Regions from separate parts of the Mus musculus genome. Here regions 2, 3 and 4 are each linked to region 1. The links are chromatin contacts, called in public Hi-C maps. All regions are on one chromosome and are shown on one strand. Each heading gives the region's core, a stretch centred on a gene start, on an enhancer-like site or on the middle of the called end of the contact. The rest is flanking DNA. Distances are from core to core; before and after follow the strand shown. Region 1 has its middle 19 kb from the start of Nos1ap. Region 2 overlaps Nos1ap (nitric oxide synthase 1 (neuronal) adaptor protein). Region 3 overlaps Nos1ap (nitric oxide synthase 1 (neuronal) adaptor protein). Region 4 overlaps Nos1ap (nitric oxide synthase 1 (neuronal) adaptor protein).

Region 1 (3,760 bases), core at 509-3,008:
TGTCATTGTTTTAAAACATTTATTTTGGTAAAATATACTTAACAAAATTCATCTTAGCAGCCGTTTCCTTCTTTGGAAGATCAGATTCATGTTAATCAAGAGGGAGAAAGGAAGGGGGAAAGGAAATCTACTCTGCTAAAGTTCTCCCAGCATGGCACAAAACTCCCAAGGATCTGGCCTTCAGTTGTGTGTTGGGGCCAGGGGCAGTGAGTGCAAGACCGTGGTTCCAACAAGCAAAGAGGCAGAAGATGCGGTCCTCCCCATCTCAGGCCCCAGACTCAGCCCACTCTCCAGCCCTTGAGCTCTGCAAGTTCAGTGTGCTCCTGGCCCGGGTTCTGCCTCTTCGCCACAAACACCCTCCGTCCTGACAGGGTTAGCAGAAACATGTGTTCTCCACAGACCACAGACAGGCACTTGAAGTGATGCTTGTGTTATGCTTCGATACAGCCAGAAGCCACAGACTAACCCGCTCCAAAATGGTGCTGGCTGCTTGCTTGCCATTGTCAAGTACCCAAGTACCTAGTTTAATATCTAGCATCCCCAAGGTTTATCCAGGTGTTGAGTTCCTCCCTCCCTCCCTCCCTCCCTCCCTCCCTCCCTCTTTCTTTCTTTCTTTCTTTCTTTCTTTCTTTCTTTCTTTCTTTCTTTCTTTCTTTCTTTCTTTCTTTCTTTCTTTCTTTCTTCCTTCCTTCCTTCCTTCCTTCCTTCCTTCCTTCCTTCCTTCCTTCCTTCCTTCCTTCCTTCCTTCCTTCCTTTCTTTCTTTCTTTCTTTCTTTCTTTCTTTCTTTCTTTCTTTCTTTCTTTCTTTCTTTCTTTCTTTCTATGCTTTTTTAGGTTTTGGACACCTAAAAGGACTTCACCATGCAGCACTAGCTGGCTTGGAAACATACCTAAGTTGCTATATAGAGCAGGCTGCTCTTGAACCTGCAATGATCCTCTTATCTCCTGCTCTTGAGCGCCGGAGTGTTAGATCTGCACCCCCACTCCCAGCTAAGAGTTATCTTCATTTTCTTATCTTTTCTCTCATTATTTTGTTTTGTGTTTATGTGTAAGGTTGTTTTGCCTGCATGTACTTCAGTGTACCCCACCCATGCCTGGTCAGAGGTCACAGAGGTCAGAAGAGGAGTCAGATCCCCTGGCACTGGGATTGCAGATGCTTGTGAGCCACCATGTGGGTGCTGGGAACTGAACCTGGCTCCTCTGGAACAGAAACGGTCTCCCCAGCCCCAGGAATTATTTTCTTTTTAGGGTTAATTAATCATGTATATACAACATATTACATTTATCTTCTTATAGATATTTGCTGTTGGAGTCATGTGTGTGTGTGTGCATGTGTGTCTGTCTGTCTGTCTGCTTGTCTCTCCATTGTATATGTCTATAACTATATTTGTGTACAGTATATCTAGTGAGTATCTCTACATGAGCAAATGCAGAAACAATCCCATGGACAAGTTAGACTTTATCATTTTTTCTGTATGATCTCAAAATGAGGAACAACATTTTCCTTTCTCTTTCTCTCTAACGGCTGTAACAGGAGAGGGAAGGCCTTTGTGGAGTGCTCTTCCTTTCTGGCCAGAGATGTATAGTCATAGGACAGAGGTCTGAGTTCAGGAGAGGCGTGAAGCCTGGCTCATGTCCTCCTAAACCTCTATGCTTAAGGTCCTGGAGTTAATTTGGGAAAGGCCCAAGAGCTCACTGGACAACTGAACAGGACTCAGCTGGTAGAGCAAAAGTCAACATGCATTTGGAGAGGAGGTTCTGGTCTCAAGCACATGGACCAATAGCAGCAGCCTGATTGGCTCTGCTCTCTGTCCAGAATGATCTTTTCTGTTCTTGCTTATGAAAGTAATAGAATTCCTCAGTGCTGGGCTCAAATACTGCATCCTTCGTGACACTTTCCCTGGTTCTACATCCCCCACCCCCACCTCTAGCTGCCACACAGAATACCTCACCTATTCTTTAGTTTCTGGAGTCACTTTGACCCCTTAGTTTTTCTGTTTTATTTCTGTACCATGTAAATACCTGCATACCAGTCCTGTCTGGTCATTTAGAGAGGGTTTTGCTATGTAGCCCTGGCTGGCCTTGAACTCATGGCATTGTCTTGCCTCAGTTTCCTAGGTTGGGATTACAGGCATGCACTGCTATTCTGGGGCTGTGAGGTCAGTGTTAACTCCTTGTTTAGATCAAGGTGAATTTCTTGAGAAGAGAAATTATTTCATCTATTTTTTTATTGTCCAGTACAGAGTTAGCAACTAGCAAATATCGACTGACCATGTGGCCAGAAATCTTATGTAACAACGGCATCTGTTAGGTGTTCCCTAAATTCATGCATAATGAGGTAACATCGATCTCCAAGCACCTGGTAAATACAAGAAAAATTTTCCCTGTCTTTGGGATTCAGCTTGAAACCAGCTTCATGAAATCCTTCATTCAATAAAACCTGTCAAAACTTTCATGGGAATAACTATAAAAGTGCCTTGGGTATCCATTGCCCAGGCCTCAAATGGACTCAGGTAGATCTTAATTGTGACCAAATATGGCATTCATTTGTTTTTTCAATTGGCCTCCAAAAGAACTTGAATGTCACAGAATAGTACATGTTTGTTGACTTTAGATGGTCTTAGTTAGAAGATAGGACCAGTTAGGAAATTTCCTTTCATCAGCGGAATGAGTATTGATTTTACATTGATGGATTGATTGTGGCCATGTGTACCACAATACTGTGTGGAGGTCAGAGAACAACTTACAAGGGTTGGTTCTCCCTTTCTTGCATGAAGGTCCCAGGGGTCAAAATCTGGTCAGCAGGCTTGGTTGACAGGTCCTTTTATCTGCTGAGCCATACTGCAGGTCTAAGTTTTAATTTTTTTATTTTTGACAAGGGGTCTTTGTGTAGCCCAGGGTGACCTCAGAGTCACAACGTACCTGGAGTTGACCTTTAGTCTCTGGTCAACCTGCTCTCTCTCCCGTGTGCTGGGATTACAGTTATGTGGTACTCAGATCAAACTCAGGGTTTTAGGCAAACACTCTGAACTGAGCAATGTTGTTGCGGGAAGTATTACAAATACAACTGCCAAGTTCCCATGCTCCATCCAACTACTCTCTACCCGCCAACTCTCCGGCGGGGCCAGAGCTGCAGAGTTCCCTTCGTTGCCACGCCAGCCCCATGCAATGACCATCCACCCTGTGGTCAGCCACCACAACACCCAGTAACCCTGTAGAAACAAAACTCTAGAAGCTTTCCATTAACAAGGCAGATTTATATATCAATAAAGTCTCAATTCACAAGATGCTCACACAATAATTTCAGGGTCAATTGATAATGATACAAGCTGCCACCTAGATTAGACAAGTTATCCCAATTACTGTATCCTTTATGATATCATATCTACCTGTGGCTATTTAAAGCCACCCTGGTTCAGGATCTTCTTCCATGGTCCATCCTCCATCTTACTTTCCTCCCCCCTCCTCCAAGTCACTCTTTGTCCTTGCAACTCTTCTCTTCACCTCCCTTTTCCCTGTTCAATCACAGGCCTTCTGCTGCACTAATATTTTAATGTAATTGGACAGGGAAAATCCTGCCACACGACATTCCTAGCCTGAGGTCAAGGGACAACACTGTGACGTCCGTTCTTCCACTATGGAGGTCTTGAGGATTGAACTCAGGTTGTCAGTCTTGGCAACAAGTACCTTCAACCCCTGGGCCTTCTTGTAGGCCCATCCCTATCCATCTCTTGAACATCTTCATCATCCTGAACACTTT
Region 2 (3,760 bases), core at 741-3,240, 110 kb after region 1:
TGAGATTGTGTCTTGCTGGGGATCCATCCACGGGGCAGTAGTGCTGGCTGTTATAAATTTTCTTGCTCTGAGCAGCCTCTGCGCTTCATCTCTTTAGCTTATAGGTCCCTGGAATGTTGGTCTGCTCTCTATCAGCACCGTTTTGTCTTTCCAGAATGTCATGTAATTGGAACTGCAGGGAGGGAGGGGAGATTTTTCAGAGCTGCTTCTTTTATTTAGCAATGTGTAGTTAAGACTCATCTCTGCCTTTTGTGATGAGAGCCCATTGTTTTGGTTACCAGGTAATATTCTAGATGTACGGCAGTTTGTGCTGTCACCTACGCAAAGGCCTTTGGTTGCTTCCCCAATTTGTTGATCATGAAAGCAGCTGATATAAACTCATGGGCAGGTTTTTATGTAGGTACAAGTTTCCAATTCAATTTGATGAACTATCCTTTTAACATATTCTTTCCTGTAATTCTACCAGGACATTTTCAGTATATCCTGAAAATTGGCAATTCTACTATTGACCAGCCTATACGCTGATCTATTGACCAGCCTATACACTGATCTATTGACCTGCCTATACACTGATCTATTGACCTGCCTATACACTGATCTACTGACCTGCCTATACACTGATCTATTGACCTGCCTATACACTGATCTACTGACCTGCCTATACACTGATCTGTTGACCTGCCTATACACTGATCTACTGACCTGCCTATACACTGATCTGTTGACCTGCCTATACACTGATCTACTGACCTGCCTATACACTGATCTGTTGACCTGCCTATACACTGATCTGTTGACCTGCCTATACACTGATCTACTGACCTGCCTATACACTGATCTGTTGACCTGCCTATACACTGATCTGTTGACCAACCTATACACTGATCTATTGACCTGCCTATACACTGATCTGTTGACCAACCTATACACTGATCTGTTGACCTGCCTATACACTGATCTGTTGACCTGCCTATAAACTTATCTGTTGACCAGCCTATACACTGATCTATTAACCTGCCTATACACTGATCTGTTGACCAGCCTATACACTGATCTGTTGATGCTTTTCTTCACCATCTGTAAGTGGCAAATGCTGTCATGTCAGGGAACTTTCAATGTTTTTTTTTAAAGTTTATTTAATAATTTATTTGTGTGTGGGTGTATGTGGGCACAGGTGTGCCACACTGTGTGCATGGAGATCAGTCAGAAGACTAGAAGATCAGTAGGAGACAGTTTTTGAGTCCACTATGTGTCTCCCTGGGATCAAACTCAGGACATCAGTTTTAGCAGCCAGCACCTGTACCAACAGAGCCATTTTGCTGGCCTAGAGAATTTTCTTTTTTAAATCTAGGAATTGATATGGGGGAGAAGGGAAATCCTGTGATCTGGAGCTGATGACCCTTCTGTTGTTGAACAGTTGAGTCCTGAAAGCTGCTTTTCCTCTGCATTGGTGAGGTCGTAAGGCCAGTAGGCCTGGGGTGGTTGTGTAAGAATGACTTACCTTGTGTGGCTCTGGAGAGGAACTGGCCCCCATATGACCCTTTCAGGTCTCTGGGACAGGCTGTGGTGACAGATCCTGCAGGTAGGTTGGAAGGGAGCCTGCCATTTGAGCGGTTGGCATGAAGGCCCTGACCACGCGCTGAGTCACCACAGTTCATCTTTGCTGCCGGCTTGCTTTCTCCCATTCCCATTCCCGGCAGGTCGCTGCCCGGCATGCCAGATGTTGACATCCTGAGTTTGCCTCTTCTTTTATTTACTGATTTTGGCATGTTCCTGGACCTTTTTATTTATTCGCTTTTTCAATTGAATGAAGATGGAAATGTTTTCTGCTTGATAAAAATGAATAAGCTAGTTTTTTTTAAAGAACAATTTCAGCCACATTACATGGAAAGTACAGAGGAATTCCCTGTGTCGCTCCCACGTCCCTTCTCCCCTGCTACTGCCAGGCTGTGCTTAGGCGATACTGTGATTACAATCAGTGACCCTACCATGACCCACTGTTATCACCCAAAGTCCATATGTCACATCAGGTTCACACTTGCAGCAGCCTTCCTCGTGGCATTGGACAAATAGATGACGGTGAATGTTCAGGGTCGGGGGTTCTGAGCAGAGGGACTTTCACTGCCCTAAAACCCCTCTGTGTTCTGCCTGATTTTCCTTCATTCCCCTTCTCCCACCCCACCCCCTACCCCCAGCAACTACAGATCTTTTCACTGCGTCCACAATCTCTGTCTTTCCCAGAAAGTCACGTGGCTGGAATCGTACAGAAAACAGTCTTGCAGCCTGGCTTCTTTCACACCAAGGCGTGTTTAAGGGCCCTCCATCTTTCTTCCTGGCTGTCTAACTCAGCTCTCAAGCTGTGATTACTACTTCGTTGTTTGATGTACCATAGTTTATTTATCTATTCATCGGCCGAAGCACCTGCTGGCTGCTCCCAAGGTTTGGCAATTATGAATAGAGCTACTGCAAACATCTGTATGAAGGTTATTGTGTGGGCATAAATTTTAATTTCATTTGGATAAGTAATCGAGCTTGTGGTCTTAGGGGTAGAACGTGTTTGGTTTTATGCTGTTTTTAAACTATTTCTACATTTTAGAGGTGATGAAACCAAGGCACAAGGAAAGTAAGCAACTTGACCTGAGTGGTGGTGTGTTAGTCTTTGTTGTCGTTGTTGCCTATACAGAGACCTATACACTGAATAAATGATAAAGGAAAGAAGCTTTGGAGCTCAAAGTTGAAATGGCCACATATGGCTTTCTGTGGCAGTGTCCTGAGGTGGTGCAGGACATCATACGGGGTAAAAGATGTTTGTGTGTGTGTGTGTGTGCGTGTGCGCACGCACGCTCAGTCATGGGGACTCCACCCTGATGACCTCATCCAATCCCAGTGATCTTCTACAAACCCTATCTTAGCCCCACCTCCCATTACCATAGTCAGATGAAGTTTCATCTCTTTTTTTCCCCCCCCCCTTTGGTTTTCTTTTGTTTTTCGAGACAGGGTTTCTCTGTATAGCCCTGGCTGTCTTGGAACTCACTTTGTAGACCAGGCTGGCCTCGAACTCAGAAATCCACCTGCCTCTGCCTCCCGAGTGCTGGGATTAAAGGCATGTGTCACCACGCCCAGCGAAGTTCCATCTCTTAATTCTGAACAGTGGGAATTAAATTTTATCATATGGAGCTTTGAGAGGAACCCAAATTCTGTCTAAGCCATGGAACACAGCTATTGGGAATCAAGCTGGTCTTGGAACACAGGCTGTGTGGCTCCCACAATCTGTGTCTTAATCGTCATGCTGGGTTTGAAACATGATAAATTCAGTAGCCATTGCTACTATTTATTCCTTAGAACTACTGAAAATGCAGGAAGGAGAAAAATTACAAGTTTTTCCCTTTAGATATTCCCAGAATGGGGGGGGGGGTGGGAGTCCTGGAAACTAGTAGCTATCAAGTAGGGCAGAGGACATAAGGTGCTAGATAGTATGTCACATAGTGCCTCCAGGGGGGGTCAAGGCAGGTTTCAGAGTCCATAGTCCTCCAGCTAAGAAGGACAGATGACAAAGGAGCGTCTAAATAGATGGTACCTACTGGGCCTACAGAAGAGAACACAGGGAGACTGGAGCAAGGATGCACTTGACATTTGACTTTCTAGACAAGAAGGCCACAAATCTTGCCTATTGAATGCTGAGTTTATCCTGTGGATGGTAGCAAGCTACTGAGATATTTCTTCTGTCAGAGAAGAAACGGTGGAGAGAGTTGCATACGCT
Region 3 (3,760 bases), core at 694-3,193, 92 kb after region 1:
TTTGAAGAAGTAGCCACTGCTCTTAACTGCTGAGCCATCTCTTTCCTCAAGACAAGAATGAACAAGTCTTAGTTACTCATAAGTTGTGATTATTTGGGGGAGAAGGCCTTCAAGGAGAAAGCCTGAGTTCCAGGATTGAGTGATTAGGGACTGATACCAGGGTGAGGAGGATGAGGGGGATGAGGGGGGTGAGGGGGATGAGGGGGATGAGGGGGATGAGGGGGACTAATGAGAGGGATAAAGGGAATGAGAGAGATGATAAAGGGAATAAAGGTGATGAGAGGGATAAGGAGGATAAAGGGAATGAGGAGGATGAGGGGGATGAGGGGGGTGAGAGGGAGATGAGGTGGGTAAGGGGAGGGATGTGATACGGGGAGTTGAAGGAAAGGAAACAAGTTGCCATTTTGGAAATTATTCTTTTAATTTCTAGGTATTGAATAAGCCCCTTTCATTGTCCTTGGGTCCCTTGGACCCCAGGATCCTGCAGAGGATGCAGATAAAGGGAAAGACATTTCTAGTTGATAACTCCCCCACCGAAAGACTTTGACTGGAGAAAGGGAGCTGGCCTTGCCTGATTCCAGTAGGAAGTGAGAGCAGCCACCACCTCTGCAGTTTGTTAGCTCAGCTGGGATTAAGTCTAGCCTGGAACCACCTTTCTTGTCTAGAATGGAGGCTCCTGGCTTAGTTCAGTTGGTTATAAAAACTTGTGAACTTGACCACCAAAAAAGAGCAATCATCAAGGATGACCTGACCGACCGGCAAGTGGGAGTGATTGTAGACCGTTTCACGGCTTGCTCGAGATAGAAGCCTTAGCTGTGTGTGTGTGTGGGGGGTGGTAGTGGTTAGGTCAGGTACAGAGATGATTGCTTGCCCGCTTGGCTGTGGTAGAAATGGAGGTGATTTCAGTGATCACACCCTCGGCTTTGGCCCAAGGAGCTGGCTTTCTGCTCTCGCTGCTTCCTGGGCATCCTGGCTCTCATTTTGATTCATGTTTGTTAGCGTGGAAGCTGAACTTTTGTCTGGGAGATGGAGACCTGAGTCCTCCTTTGCCTACACCCTCCTACTCGCTGCAGTTGACCCTAAGGTGCAGTAGGATGGAGCTGGGTTAGCTCCTGCAGACTCATTTTCCGGAAGGCAGACTTGTGAGTTTTCTTTACAGGGAAGGGAGTGGGGGAAGAAGGGAACGTAGGTGTGTGGTGTGAGTGTGGTGAGTGTTTTAGTGGGTGTGCACTGTGAGTGGGTGTGTGTATGTGTTTGAGGTATGTCAGCACACACACACACACACACACACACACACACACAGGTTTAGGTGCAAGTGCGAGTGCATATAGGTGTGTGCAGAGTGCACATACCAGCTTGGGTGGGGGCCTGGTGGAGGGAGGCAGGCTCTTGTAGGGCAAGGATGGGCCTAGGAATAGGGGCCCTCTTATATGTAGACTGCCCGCCCCGCCCCATCATTTCCTAATTGTTTCAGTCTAACTGCATCCTTCCCCAGGATGGAGAGGTGGGCTGCGGTATAGCCAGAGAACGGTCCCCTTTGGGTGTTTGTGTTCAGGCTCTGTGGTTAGCATTCTCTTCTGGACTGGCAGCGATTCCTCTTCCGTGTACCTCCTCTTCCCGCTCCGGCTCCTCTACAATAGTGACCTTGTTCAGTCCCGAGGCCTTGGACTTCACATGGTTGCAGGAGGATCTGAGCCCCAGAAGGTTTGTGTTTCTGAGTCCAGCGGGTTCAGGGAAGAGCAGCACGGAACACGCAAAGGGATCCCAGAAACTCCCTCTGGGCTGGAGGGCCTTTGAAGTTGGGTAATCATGAATGGCGCCTTGCCATCTCTGGCTGCTCAGGTCACTGACCTATTATTGTTGACCTTGAATCCCCAGCAGAGTCCACTGGGGAGAATTACTAACCATAGAGAAACCTAGGGGCTTTGTTGCCTCAGCAAGGTTCAAGGTCCTTGGTCAATAAGCCCATGTATTTGGGTGGGTTCCCCAAGGGGCCGGACTATAGTGTACCCGTGGTTTACCAGCCAACTCATCTGCTGCTGGGAACTTCATTCTTCAGTGTGTCAACACATGCTCTTGGTCAATACTAGGGGAAATCCATTTGCTCCCAGTGCCATTTGTGAAATTCTTCTGACTGGAGCCAGTCCTTAGCTCCAAATTTTGGGAAAAACTTTCTTTTCCCGTAACCATAGGGGCTATCTTTCAAACATGACTGTCCTATTTCTGTTGAGTCAACCTTTGCTTAGGTACGTATCAAGCTGTTTAGAGCTAACTCCTTGGCTAACTCTTGGACAAGTAGGTGAGGTGATTTAGGGAAGCGAAGGGATATGGTTTGAAGGGTCTGTCAGGAAAGAAGGCCTGATGTTCAATTTGATCACCTGCCTGCACGGACTTAGATACCTGGGTTGTATTTAAATTCCTGAATAATACAGCCTCCCCCCCCCTTAGAACTAATTGTCTGAATTTATGCCCATTGGTAAGCAAAGACAGAGACTGGTACTAATCAGTTGAGAGTGAGGGCTTGATTCTTTTGTTTGCTTATTTTTGCATTATTGAATAGTCTTTAGCAAGGAAATACATGTTAAACATTAACCTTAATGCAATCTGGTTTAGTGGACAACTTCAAAGTATAATCAGGGCAGGTGTGGTGGTGCACACCTGTAATCCCGGACACTCAGGAGGCTGAGACAGGGGAACAGGTGATTTTGAGGTCAGTCTCAATTAGATGGTGAACCTGTCTCAAAAAGCAATAAAAAGTCCAATTGAGTACTTTTTTTATAAAGCTAATATTAGTCCATTCTTTCTCCAGTCAGGAACTTAACAAAATGTTGGTGGTCTACAATATGTCTAGAAATAACTCAATAAAATTCCAGTAATTAAAAAAGAGTAGCCAGATGTGGTGCTTCAGGCTGCACAGTCACAGCACTTGGGAGTCTGAGGCAGGAGGCGTGCTGTGAATTCAATTACCAGCCTGAGCTACAGAGTGAGTTCCAGGCCAGCCTGGGTTTAAGAGTGGGGGCTTGTAAAACTACAAACAAATCCAAAACAGAACAAACAAAACAAAACAAAACAAAAATCCCAGACAATAACACCAAAAGTGTCTATTTTTCTCTTAGTGCATTTATTTTTGGCAAACACTTTTATTATAAGAGTTTCTTTCCCTCTCCCTGTCCCCTCTCCCTCTCCCGGTCCCCTCCCCCCCCCCCCCCCCGTGTGTGTATAATTTATTTGCTCTTACAGATGAAGAAATTGAAAGGGGAAAAAGAAAACTGCTCTTACCATGTCCTATAGGCAGGGTCAGAACTCTACAAGGAGCCTTTCTGATTCAGACGTCTTCTTACCCAAACACAGGGCTTTGCTACATTAGGAGCAAGATGAAAATGGAAGCAGCCATTTCTGGTTAGCTGCCTACTTATTATTAAAATCTAGAAACAATTTCAAAAGCAGATGATAGCCCTTGGGATTGTAATTTCCTCCTCTGTAAAATGGGAAGAGAAACCATGTGGCCTCAAAGTTTTTGCACCCTTGACATTCTGTGACTAGGGACATTGCCTCCCCGCCATCTCATTTTCTCTTTGCTTCTTTTCTACAGTACGTGGGAAGCCTGGATGTGCCCAGACCCAACAGCAGGGTTGAGATCGTGGCTGCCATGCGCAGAATCCGGGTGAGTGGTCAGAGGTGGGGCTGTGTGCGGATCCATCCGTAACTCAAGTTTCCTTGCTGTGGGCCTGTTCGCCAGAGCCGAGAGAGGCAGAATGGA
Region 4 (3,760 bases), core at 392-2,891, 73 kb after region 1:
CTCCTTGGTTTGGGGTATATGTGTAAACACCAGTTGATCTGTGACAGAGACTAAATGTGTAAGGGGCGGGGTGGGTCGGGGTGCTGGGATGGTCTTTGAAGCCAGTATCCATTCCTTATAGTCAATGTTACATATAAACCCGAGAAAAAGACTGTATCAAGCAGCTTCTTTGCTTTCTTCTTAGGTATGCAATATGTTGGCTTGCTAAGCAACTGTAGTTGATATAACAAATATATACTACTCACTAGTAGCCAGTTGCCTCAAAACTCATCAGTTGAGGGCCAACAAGATAGCTTAGCAGGTAAAGTGCCTGCCACTGATCCCGATGACGTGAGTTCGATCCCTGGGACCCATCTGATGGAAGGAGAGAACCTGACTCTTACAAGTTTCCTCTACACTTGTGTTGTGGGCCTGTGTACCTCCCTATCAATAAGTAAATGTAGTGAAAATTAATAAAAACCTCACCAGTTGAAAGCTGCTCTCGTTCGTTTGTTATCATGGTTTTCATGGGTTTAGAGGAGGAAGGTAACTGTGTGGTTCTTGCTGTAGGTCTTGGGAGATTATATTTAGTTTGCCTGACTTGTGCCACAGGGCAGGGTGTTGATGGGATATGTGGTTTTCCTTTGGTTAGGTTTTGTAAATGTGGGCACAGTGACCCAAGAGGATAAGACTGTAGCAATGGGGTGGGTAAAGTTCTCGGAATTTGTATAAAAATATAGGAATTTATATTAATATGGTTATTAATAATTATGGTGCTAGAGCCTTTATTTCCTTCATTTGCTGGCCATGCCAGATCCAACCCTGTCAGGGGGTGAAGAAGCTGGTGTGACTGAATCCTGGCCAGGCAGGATCTGAGGTCGATGCTGTCCACTGTCTGTCATTATAAGAAAATGTCCAAGGCCGGATACCTAATAAGGGGTCATGGTTTATTTAGCTCATGGTTCTGGAGGCTGGGAAGACCAAGGGCAGTCTACCTATGAGGACCGTCCTGCAGTGTTATGGGAGGCAGAGGGAGTCACAGGATAAGAAGGAGCAAGCAGATCAGAGGAGCGTTTAAAACAAAGCCACCCCTACAGCAATACATTCATTAATTGGAGAATGGATAACTCCTTCCACAGGGGCCCAGCCCCCCTCAGTCAGTCACTTCCCAGAGGCCCCAGCTCCAACTACCACCAGCCTGTAACTTTGAATGTTAAGTTTCTGACACGTTAAGTCCTGGGGAACAAACATTCAAAGCACAGCTACTTCAGGTCACCCTAAAGGGCAGTTCTTTCTCTCTTGGAATCTCCCTTTATTCCCATGAGGAGCGCAGGGAAGGAGTTTGCATAGCAGCACCTATGCTATCTGGTAGGTTAGGGTGTTTACTCCTCTGTTATGGGAACCCTTCAGGGTCGAGAGGAGAGGACACCTTATCCCACTATTATCTAGGGCTGGAGATACCTGGCCTGTGGGGATTTCAGGGCTAAAACCAGGACGTGGCCTGGAAGACTGGACTGATTGTCCTATCTAACTGTGTGTAAAGTTGCTTCCGGTTGCAGTCCTGCACCTAACTGTTCTTGCCCCAAGGAACTTCCCAGCTCAGGAGAGGCAAGCATGTAGTTGAAGCCTCCCATGGCCCAGAGCCCTGCTTTGAGATGTTGCAACATTTACCCTGACCCAGTAGGAGCTGCCTGTGCCTGGCTTGAGTTTTGGCCTCATCCCTTCCTCATTAGTATTGCTCTCTGAACTTCCTGTAACTCCAAGGGTGAGGAGATAGAACACTACAGGTTCTAACCACCAAGGCACCATGCTTTTGTGTGGTTTTGGGCCAGACGCCAGCCTGAGCTTATGGCTTGCTTCTTGTTTGTCTCTGAGGGTGAGTTTTTTCCTGTCACCCATCCTGGGGACAAGCCTTGTCTGTGAGTGACTGACAGGTATTCTATGACTGGAAGTGGCTTCATGGCAGCAAGCTCTCCATTCTGTGTAAGGAGCAGCGGATGTTTCCTCAGAGGCTCCCTTCTGAAGTTTTGCTTGTATGGGTTGTGCAAAGTGACTGTTGAGGAGACTTCTTGTGAAGGGGAGAGAATAAGATGTGGCTTCTGCTGGGGTAGATGGACAAGACTGAGCAATGGAGACGTATTTGGTACTGTTGTACGGAGCATGAGTCTTTTGCACCGCCTCCCCCAAACATTCATGCTAAGCCGGGCAGTGGTGGTACATGCCTTTAATCCCAGCACTTGGAAGGCAGAAGTCGGTGGATATCTGTGAGTTTGAGGTCAGCCTGGTCTACAAAGTGATTTCTGGAATAGCCAGAGCTATACAGAGAAACCACATCTTGAACTCCCACCCTTAAAAAAACAAAAACAAAAACAAAAAACTTGTTCACATCAGTTTCTCCTTGAAACTGTCTTTTGCTTTTGAAGCCATCATACAAGTCTGGACCCTTGCTGTTGGTTCTTGGTGTCTTGGAGTGGGAAGCAAGCAGTGCTTTGAGGCTGATTTAAGCCAGGCCTGGCACAGTCTTACTTAGGTTTCCAAAACCATTTTTCTACGTCCCAAAGAAGACCGTTGTCTGCACTCTCTCCTGCCTGGGATGGCTGCCTCCTTTGCTAGTGTCAGATTCTCCCATCATTTCCGAACCCTGACCTCTCTGCCTCTGTGTTTCCTTTCTGTAACAGACATAAGTGCTCTGTAACTTTCTCATAAAGAAAGTCAAGTTCCAGGGTGGCACTGCCTGCTTCTCCAGCATGGGCTCCTTTAACTCCTGCATTAGCATTCTTATGCTTTGACAAATAACTGAGAGAGATAAGGGAGGAAAGACGGATTTTTGGCTTACGTTTTCCGTTCATAATCACTTGGTTTTGTTGCTTGCTTCTGGGCCTGCGGTGTGTCAGTGTGTCATGATGGCAGGGCACGGCACAGGACAGCTCTTTACTTCCTGGCAGCCAGGAAGCAGAGAGGGACAGGGGACAAGAAATGCCCTTCAAAGATGTGCCCCCAGTGACCCATTTCTTCCATCTTGGCAGGATCTCATAGGTCTCTGTTCCCAATCATTCCATCAAAATTCGTCAACGAAGCCAGAACCTCATGGTCCAGTGACTTCCCAAAAGTCTGACATCTGGCAACTGAGCCTCCAACACTGGAGTCTTCAGGGGACATTTCAGATACAAACACTGCCGGGAACAGTAGGGAACATAGCTTCATGTGGGGGCTGTAGCAGCCTAAGGATTTAACTTCTGAGACCTCTAATCAGGTGAGGCTGGGATTTCGATTGATACTACAGAAAGAATTTCAGTTTGAGTCAGGGAGAGCAAATTTGGGGCTTATTAGGTAAAGAAAAGTACATTGTTTAATACAAGGAAAGATAACTCACACTATGCATTTGAGCATGGCCATGAAGACACATCCACACAAGAAAGAATAGACGTACATAACAAGGTTGGAGGGAGGTGCCTGCTTCTCAAAGGAGAGAACTGTAGTCACACACACACACACACACACACACACACTTTTAAGGCCCTGAATGTGTGTTTGTGTGTGTGTGTGTGTGTGTGTGTGTGTATGTGTAGACTAGTGTCTGACCTCAGGTGTCTTACTTGTTTACTTCAATTCTGAGGCAGGGCCTCTCATTCTGAACACTGAACTTGGTAATTTGGTTAGGCTAGTTTGCCAGCTAGCCTTAGGGGAATCCGCTGTCTCTATGTACCAATTGCTGGGGTTGCAGGCAGGCAGTCATGGGTACCGAACATACACAGCTGCCAAATTACCTCCTTAACCCCAA

Evidence for each region. Hi-C and Micro-C count contacts between places; a contact is called where the count stands out from the background.
Region 2: a contact with region 1 is called in a Hi-C map of liver, with 3 times the contacts expected there. The contact joins two enhancer-like sites. A contact is called at or near these places in 5 of 39 promoter capture datasets (frontonasal cranial neural crest, hippocampal neurons, liver and 2 more), 18 of 484 Hi-C or Micro-C datasets (the G1E-ER4 cell line, the HL-1 cell line, the HPC-7 cell line and 9 more), 3 of 115 datasets of contacts at active chromatin or transcription factors (the HPC-7 cell line, craniofacial prominence and liver) and 1 of 9 other capture datasets (pancreatic islet).
Region 3: a Hi-C map of liver shows a contact between it and region 1, with 6 times the contacts expected there. The contact joins two enhancer-like sites. A contact is called at or near these places in 2 of 39 promoter capture datasets (hippocampal neurons and liver), 21 of 484 Hi-C or Micro-C datasets (ECoMG-derived neutrophils, the G1E-ER4 cell line, the HL-1 cell line and 9 more), 4 of 115 datasets of contacts at active chromatin or transcription factors (the HPC-7 cell line, craniofacial prominence, embryonic stem cells and 1 more) and 2 of 9 other capture datasets (adipose tissue and pancreatic islet).
Region 4: a contact with region 1 is called in a Hi-C map of granulocyte-monocyte progenitors, with 2.7 times the contacts expected there. The contact joins two enhancer-like sites. A contact is called at or near these places in 1 of 39 promoter capture datasets (liver), 3 of 484 Hi-C or Micro-C datasets (the HL-1 cell line, granulocyte-monocyte progenitors and nephron progenitors), 2 of 115 datasets of contacts at active chromatin or transcription factors (embryonic forebrain and embryonic stem cells) and 1 of 9 other capture datasets (adipose tissue).

The regions. Positions count from the first base shown.
Region 1 is chr1:170,606,624-170,610,383 of GRCm38.p6, reverse strand. No RefSeq gene overlaps it. Among named protein-coding and RNA genes, the nearest start is that of Nos1ap, 19 kb to the right of the region's middle. Within about 2 kb of position 1,758, at least 20 of the 459 cell types and tissues checked have an H3K27ac peak or open chromatin away from gene starts, as enhancers often do. A contact at or near this core is called in granulocyte-monocyte progenitors and liver, where this site is marked.
Region 2 is chr1:170,494,236-170,497,995 of GRCm38.p6, reverse strand. The region is part of intron 2 of Nos1ap (nitric oxide synthase 1 (neuronal) adaptor protein); the gene reads left to right. Among named protein-coding and RNA genes, the nearest start is that of Gm46171, 45 kb to the left of the region's middle. Within about 2 kb of position 1,990, at least 12 of the 459 cell types and tissues checked have an H3K27ac peak or open chromatin away from gene starts, as enhancers often do. A contact at or near this core is called in liver, where this site is marked.
Region 3 is chr1:170,514,519-170,518,278 of GRCm38.p6, reverse strand. Nos1ap (nitric oxide synthase 1 (neuronal) adaptor protein) reads left to right here. Exons shown (of 10, transcript NM_001109985.2): 2 at 3,593-3,664. Among named protein-coding and RNA genes, the nearest start is that of Gm46171, 24 kb to the left of the region's middle. Within about 2 kb of position 1,943, at least 14 of the 459 cell types and tissues checked have an H3K27ac peak or open chromatin away from gene starts, as enhancers often do. A contact at or near this core is called in liver, where this site is marked.
Region 4 is chr1:170,533,377-170,537,136 of GRCm38.p6, reverse strand. All of the region lies in intron 1 of Nos1ap (nitric oxide synthase 1 (neuronal) adaptor protein), which reads left to right. Gm46171 (a long non-coding RNA gene) reads left to right here. Exons shown (of 2, transcript XR_001779534.1): 2 at 1-3,760. Among named protein-coding and RNA genes, the nearest start is that of Gm46171, 5.6 kb to the left of the region's middle. Within about 2 kb of position 1,641, at least 54 of the 459 cell types and tissues checked have an H3K27ac peak or open chromatin away from gene starts, as enhancers often do. A contact at or near this core is called in granulocyte-monocyte progenitors, where this site is marked.